Regions from separate parts of the Mus musculus genome. Here region 1 is linked to region 2. The links are chromatin contacts, called in public Micro-C maps. All regions are on one chromosome and are shown on one strand. The core of a region is the stretch at or near the end of the contact, and the rest is flanking DNA. Distances in the headings are between cores, read along the strand shown.

Region 1 (3,532 bases), core at 888-3,387, 54 kb before region 2:
ACCTCATTCCTAAAGGGAGACTTGCTGACCCCACTTTTAATAATTTCCATGTCAGAATCTACGAAGTACAGCTTCTACTGTGTTCTGTGGAACTGAATGAGGCCTGCTGTCCCCAGGAGGTGGTGTCACCTTCTATGCACTCTCATAGTTCTCTGCCTATGGTCTCTTTCCCTCTAAGTCCCATGGCCCCCTGTGGATCAGAAGTCTTGCTGTGAGTCACCCTATACCCAGCAGAATACTTGACTTAGTATGTGGCGTATCTCTTTTTCCTTGTTTCTTCTTGATTTGCCTGGAACACAACTGAATGGCTCCAATCTAAACCATGTATCAATGCCTTGAAATGTGCTCTTACAAACAAACAAACCTAAAAGATTTGCACCCATTGCTACTGCCTTGTCCTGACTATCCCAGGAGCTACTGTGTGATGGTAACCAAATTCATTTCCATTTAATAAGCAAGCTGTAAGGAAAGGGAGTTAGTATTTTTAAATTGCGCCTATTACATAGCAACTTAATCCAGAAAATTCCACAGAGAAGGAATGGTTTCTATTTTCCAAGTAGGAACCCTGAGAGCAGCTAAGCTTTGCACGTAGCACTCAGACTGAAGTTGAGGCCTGCCTGCTCTTTCTGAGGGGTTCTGACTGCGGGGGTTAGCACTCGTGAGCCCTGTTTCATCTCTCAGGAATCAGACTGCTCCCCACCCCCAGCTAATTGTCCAGAGCATGAGCTGTGGCCTTTCTGCGCCACAGAACTTGGTAGTAGTCTCTGAGCCTATGTGTCCCTTCAATGGAGTGGGAGGCTCATGGTGTCTTTAAGAAGGGTGTGTCTTCACTGATGGCAAAATATGGTTCATCAGTTCTCAGAGATACAGGAAGAGCTAAATATCACTTATTGCCTGGTGAAAAATATAGACATGTTCTTTTCCAAGTTCATGGACCCTGTAGATCTTGGGGTAAAAAACCAAAACATAACCCTCTTCTGTTGCCAACTCGGGAGCCAGTCTGCTACAGGATGCATTTAAAAAAGATTCAGTTAGTTCTCTTCCAAACAGACTCTGTGAAAAACAACATTCCCCATGCAGATTCTAGATTCACCTATGATCTAAAATCATGACTCTCCTAGCCTCCAGAAGCCGAGGATGTGTAACACAGAGTTGCCCTGGGGTTTCTGGAGGCGGACGTGGTCCTTTGAGTCAGGGATGCTGGAGTCTTCCCAGTACCGATCTCTGCAGCATTAACTTCTAGTCATGAAGGGGTGGTGACTCTGGACCAGCAGAGCCACAGAGCTGGAAGTGTTTTAGAAGTCAGTGCAGCCCCCAGCTTTTATGGCCAGGGGCTTTTGAACTTAATTAAAAGGGGAAAGTGATTTGCCTGAGCCCACTGACTGGGACTAATTTAATCAGGAACATGCCACAGAGTGATGAGCCCGAGGAAACCCTGATACAGTGAAGGAAAAGGTGTATGTTTGTTTCCTCTCGACATACTTCACTCAAATATCTATTGTTACTTAACAGACAATTAATCAGGCCAAACTACTTTAAGTTTTATTTGTATAGTATTTTGTGTTAAGGCACAGACATGTGAGTGCTGAGAAAACTGATGTTGGTAACTTGATTTAATAATATCAAACTGGGTTAAAATAAAAAAAAATGTGCATAACTTAAAAAAAAAACCAAATACCAACAAGACTTTACTTCCCCTTGGAAAAGCACATTTACAAGGGCTGATCTTAGCCTTTATATTTACAATAAAGAAAATAAACCAAGGTCCCGATATAGCTGTAATTTTATTCCTAAAAGAACAGAAACTTTCACTATGCTTTAAAATTAAAGTGATTACCTCAGATACTCTGCAAGCTTAGCCTACAAACGAGCAGACAGACAACAGAGCCCCAGCTACTCTCTAGGAAATAATTAGGGTGGTGCCTCTGACATGCCCAGGGGTCTTGTGGCTGGTCTGTGTTCCCAGAAGGCTTCTGCAGTACACAGTCCTTTGGGGCAGTAAGCACTATGCTCTGATTTTTCCTGTTGCCTGGCTAGTGACCCCCTACAGGAAGATAGTGGGTGAGCCAGGGGGCGGAGCGGCTGGCTGCACATGTCTGGCTGCTCTTATCAACTTATCATATAAGGGAAGGAAAGTGATTGATTCGGATACTGACACTGTAGACTCAGGGGAGAAACAAAGAGTCCGTGCAGACCTCTGGAGTGAGCAGGGCTGCTCCTTCCTCTCAGGACAGCTCCGAGTGTGCCGGGGAGAAGAGAAGAGAAGAGACAGGCACTGGGAAAGAGCCTGCTGCGGGACGGAGAAGGCTCTCACTGATGGACTTATTCACACGGCACAGCCCTGTGCCTTAGACAGCAGCTGAGAGCTCAGGACGCAAGTTTGCTGAACTCACAGTTTAGAACCCAAAAAGAGAGAGAGAATGTGGCAGATCATTTTCCTAACTTTTGGCTGGGATCTTGTCTTGGCCTCAGCCTACAGTAACTTTAGGAAGAGCGTGGACAGCACAGGCAGAAGGCAGTACCAGGTCCAGAACGGACCCTGCAGCTACACGTTCCTGCTGCCGGAGACCGACAGCTGCCGATCTTCCTCCAGCCCCTACATGTCCAATGCCGTGCAGAGGGATGCACCCCTCGACTACGACGACTCAGTGCAAAGGCTGCAGGTGCTGGAGAACATTCTAGAGAACAACACACAGTGGCTGATGAAGGTAGGAAGGTGGGCTGGCTCTGGTGAGCAAGAACTAATAGCCCTGGCTTTATCAGGGACTGGGGCTGCGGAGGTGGGCTGCAAACATCCTCTTTTGTGCTGCCCTGCAGCAAAGCAGTCACAGAGAGAAGAGCCACAGAGGGGTTGTCTGAAAAGAATGCCAGAATCTGGTCAGAAAACCCCCTGAACTTAGGAATCTTTGCTAGCCAAGCAGAGGAAGTGCGCTTCTCTGCAGATCGCGCGTGCTGTTTTGTTTGAGTAGCTGAGACTAAGTGACACCCATTACCAGGATCTTCTCAGCGGGTTGTAGGCATGTGAGGGAGGCTGTGAACAAGACAGCACGGAGCCAGGAAAAACGTGACAATCACGTTAATTACGGATACTTAACGGATGGAGTCAAGTGCTTTACCAATTTCCTGAATTTCTTTACGAAAATAGATTATGACTCTTGGTAAAAGAGAGGAAATTAAATAAAGCCAACCTTGTGTTCTCAGAGTCTCAGGGCTGCGCTGTGAAGGGGCTGCCATCTGGAAATGGCACCGTGTTTCCCAAGTGTCCCGGAGACACTGCAGGCAGACCCCCGTTCAGTTCCAGAGACAGGCTCTGAGCTTGTCCCCACGTGGGACTGCTATGCTCGTGCCACGCCGGGCGGGCTGAGAGGGTCTGACAGTTTGTTCTTGGGGCTGCGACGACTGCTCTGTTTCATGGCCTTTTTATAGACCGTAACCAAAATAAGACACTGAAAGGGTCTGTTTTGCTTTCACAAATGATTGTTTTCTACAAAACCTCAAATGACCCCGGAGTATTCTTTATGTGAACCATATG
Region 2 (3,969 bases), core at 513-3,012:
AGCATAGGAAAGATATCAAAATAAAGACTACATCACAATCCTGGCAGGCCACAGCTTTTATACCTATTGGTTTTATCTGTATTAGCATTAACCTTAAGAGCTGCACAGCCCATCACAATGCTGGCAGACCACAGCTTTTATATTTATCAGGTTTATCTGTATTAGCATTAGCCTTAAGAGTGGCACAGCCCTATAGGCTTTCATGATTAATTAGTTTTAAAAATCCTTTTTTTGAGGAAAGGTCTCACTCTCCAGCCCGGGACAGCAGCAAGCTTGCAGCAATCCACCCAATTCTGTTTCCTGTGTGCTGGACTGCCTGGCTTAGGGGACACTCTTCAAGGTGACATTTCTCACGGCACTTTTCAAGTGTTTTCCTCAAGTTTTCACTTGTGATGTCACAAATAAATAAACAGATGCCATTCATTTTTGGGATAACATCCTTTTTGTCTGAATAAGACCTCTCTTAACCTATGGTGCCAAGTTTATGATCCTAACAGTTTCCTAGACGACCATGTTGCTTTTACCACTGTCGGACAGCATTGACTTACCGGAGCTGCAGGGAAGGTTTCAGAGAGTTCAAAAGGCTCCTCAGAAATCCAGTGGCCCAACTCTAAAGACAACAGTACCTAAAAGAAACATAGCACACAGAGAATATCAGTCACGGATTGATTAGACTGTTGGGGAGTAGGTTGGAGTCACTTTTGATCAGAGCAAAAGCAACCCCCCTAAAAGCCTAGCATCGATGAGCTCCAAGGGTCTGAAATCAGCCACACAAAAGCCAGAGCACTTTGGGACACTTCACAGTGCCTGCTCCAGCCATTAGCAAACATCTTAAGAAAAACACCCCAGTGTGGCTAGAAATGGAGGCCAGTGCCCAGCTTGGTGGCTTCACCCACCAATACCCAACACCTGATACCCAACAGAAGCAATGTAAGAAGCAGAGAAGGCTGCTGAGGCTCCCAGTTCAAGGCTGGAAAATCAAGGCAGCAGCTGGAAGCTTGTAGGTAATTTCACATCCTGTCAAGTTGACAGTTCTAACAGCATCCTAATGAAATCAAATACTTAAAACACTATCCTGCTTTTTATGTGACATGCTGTGTGCTAGAAATCTAAGTTTTAAATTGCCCTTTAGAATCTTCCATGAACATTCCACAGTTTTACGAGCTTAAAAAAAAAAGAGGAAGGAAGGAAGGAAGGAAGGAAGGAAGGAAGGAAGGAAGGAAGGAAGGGCTCGAGGGCTGGGGAGATGGCTCAGTTGGTAAAGTGCAAGTTGTGAAAGCAGAGGGAGCTGACTGTGAACTCTAGAGCCTGTGTCAAAAGTGGGTGAGGTGCATTTGTGGTTCTGGTGCCGGGCTGGCAGAGGTGGTGGTAGGGTAGGACTGTGGGGGATGGCCAGAGAGGGGAGGGGTGGGGACAAGCACAAGACCTGAGAGTCAGAAGTCATATCTATGAGGCTGTTGAGCTCAAGACAGTCCATGAGAGTAGAGGAGAACATGGGAAACAGCAAGTTATGCTCCCAGGAACCCCACTCAAAGAAAACATCAGTTTCAATTAGATTCCTGTGGCCACGGATGCTTTGTCATCTAACTGTCTTTCTGTTTTCTCCTAACTTTTATTGCCCAAATGCCATTGGAGGGAGGAAGATAAGCGGAGGGAAGGAGGAGAGAAAGGAGAAAGATCTTAATAAGTTCAATTACTGTGTGGGTTAAAGCCATCCATATTACACAGTGTTCCCTCCCCTTACCGCTATCGGCCTCCCAGTGCTATCTATCCTTTAGAGATAACGCTGTGGATATGTGGGTCTCCTCGACCTTGTATAATCAGCCCAGGAGATAAAATGTGGTTTCAACATTAAGTTCATGTCAGCATGCAGCAATGGTAGAATCCTGCGGTGGGAAATTCGGCACACCAGCTAGAGGCCAGGAGTCAGCCATAGAAATGTGTGTGGCACTCAAGTTCCAATTCAGTACACATTAAAATGTCAACTGAACCTAAACAAGTTCGTGGGGAACATTCGTGCTCCATGACTTTGCTCCTTTTTAAATGTTAAGAAAATAAAATTGTAAGGCACTTACAGTACAATTTTGCTAAGCAAATGGATACATTTAATTTCTTTAAAATAGATGTTGCATAAAGGTAGCAGAAAACATAGATTTGATTTCACTAAAATCACAGACTCAATAATACAGAAAAACAACTTTGTATTCTAGCCTGAGAAACCAAATCTTTTGGGTTCAGACTCTATCTTAGAGAACCTGACCTAAGGTTGAACTCAAATTAACAGGCTGGTTCTTAACACCAGTTTCTAGGTCCGCCCCCCCCCCCCCCCAACAAGACCTACGTCTAGCACCAGTTTCAAGGTTATTCCCCAACAAATCTGCACCCCTAGACACTTTGCTTCCTAACAAGCACCAACTAGGAGGAAAGCAGAAGTTAAGTTTATGGTTTGGCTCCCAACAGCAGCTAATTATGTTAAAGGCCATATTGGTCCCCCAGTCAGATAAGGACCAAGCTAGATACCCACTGCTTGCCTGAAACCAAGTATTCAGCCCCCTCCTGTTCTGCTGGCTCAGAGAAGGTGGTGTGGCCCAAGCTTGAGCTTGAGTAAAGATTGTATCAAAATCGGCTCCTTGGTGGTCTTTTAGAGTTTACAAATGTTTTCTGGCACAAGCCCTTACATTAGCCAAACCCATCTTTAGCTCAGTGCAATATTCAAAATAGTGGAAGTCTGTTTTCTAGGATTTCAGGTGGGTTTGTGAAATAATCTTACCCAACCACACACATTTCCCAGAAAATACTACATAAGACGAAAACAGCTGAGAGACTAAATCCAGCAAGGGATGGGGTTGTGAGTGAGGACTACATCCTGTGTGTATGTGAGCCTTGGTGGGGGAAGTTACCTCCAGGACCCACCTCAGTTTAAGCACAACACCCTGCACAGGACTTGAACACAGGAGAGGCATTACACAAACTGGATAACAGAAATGGTAGTGTTGCCATGTGACCATCACTCCTAAAACCCGCACTTTGCTGATGAACCTATCAGAGGAACAGTTTTCTTGCTTTATTCTTAGATGTAGTAAGATGATGATGTCTCTTCATACAGGCTATGTAGTTCATGCTATATCAGCGAGCCAAGTCTCTTTCTCTCCCTCTCTCTTCAAAAGACTTATTTATACATATACATACACATACACATATACATGCATACATATGGGTGTTTGTCTGCATGTACGTCTGCACACCTGAAGAGGGCACTGAATCATATGGGACTATAGTTATGGATGGTTGTAAGCTACCATGTGGGTGCTGGGAGTCAAACCCCAGTCCTCTGGAATAGCAGACAGTGCTCTTAACCACTGAGTCATCCCTCCATACCCTCCAAGTCTCTTCTTGTTGCACACATTTTTATAATTCTCTTGGGCAGTGTGAGGAAATTTGGCTGCAGTCGGAGAAGCTAGAGAGTGGTGCTGTTATTAGAAGCAAGGGATCTGCAACCCTATAGGTGGAACAACAATATGAACTAACCAGTACCCCGGAGCTCATGTCTCTAGCTGCATATGTATCAGAAGATGGCCTAGCCGGCCATCAGTGGAAAGAGAGGCCCATTGGTCGCGCAAACTTTATATGCCTCAGTACAGGGGAATGCCACGGCCAAGAAGTGGGAGTGGGTGGGTAGGGGAGTGTATGGAGGACTTCTGGGATGGCATTGGAAATATAAATGAGGAAAATACCCAATAAAAAAAATTAAAAGACAAAAAAAGAAGAAGCAAGTGAAGATGACCATTACATATCATGAAGGAAATGCAGCTGAAATCTGGCTGTTAGAGTAAACTAAGCGTACATTTAGCTTCACCGGGGAATGAAGGAGGGAAGCGGTACACAGAAGAGACAGCGGAACTAAATGCATGGGAAATGCAGAGCAGATGGAAGAATGGTGGCCAACTGGGGAAGGCAGAAACTCAAGTG

What was found. Hi-C and Micro-C count contacts between places; a contact is called where the count stands out from the background.
Region 1: a Micro-C map of granulosa cells shows a contact between it and region 2, with 2.7 times the contacts expected there. The contact joins the promoter of Angpt2 here to the enhancer-like site in region 2. A contact is called at or near these places in 10 of 39 promoter capture datasets (the 3T3-L1 cell line, the C10 cell line, the HPC-7 cell line and 7 more), 1 of 15 datasets of contacts at CTCF or cohesin (the G1E-ER4 cell line), 7 of 484 Hi-C or Micro-C datasets (the C3H10T1/2 cell line, the G1E-ER4 cell line, bone marrow-derived macrophages and 4 more), 3 of 115 datasets of contacts at active chromatin or transcription factors (astrocytes, double positive thymocytes and embryonic stem cells) and 2 of 9 other capture datasets (adipose tissue and liver).

Annotation. Positions count from the first base shown.
Region 1 is chr8:18,740,167-18,743,698 of GRCm38.p6, reverse strand. It overlaps Angpt2 (angiopoietin 2), which reads left to right and starts at 2,137. Exons shown (of 9, transcript NM_007426.4): 1 at 2,137-2,708. The coding sequence starts at 2,421. All of the region lies in intron 12 of Mcph1 (microcephaly, primary autosomal recessive 1), which reads right to left.
Region 2 is chr8:18,685,639-18,689,607 of GRCm38.p6, reverse strand. Mcph1 (microcephaly, primary autosomal recessive 1) reads right to left here. Exons shown (of 14, transcript NM_173189.3): 12 at 549-626. Among named protein-coding and RNA genes, the nearest start is that of Angpt2, 54 kb to the left of the region's middle. Within about 2 kb of position 1,762, at least 7 of the 459 cell types and tissues checked have an H3K27ac peak or open chromatin away from gene starts, as enhancers often do. A contact at or near this core is called in the G1E-ER4 cell line, the HPC-7 cell line and granulosa cells, where this site is marked.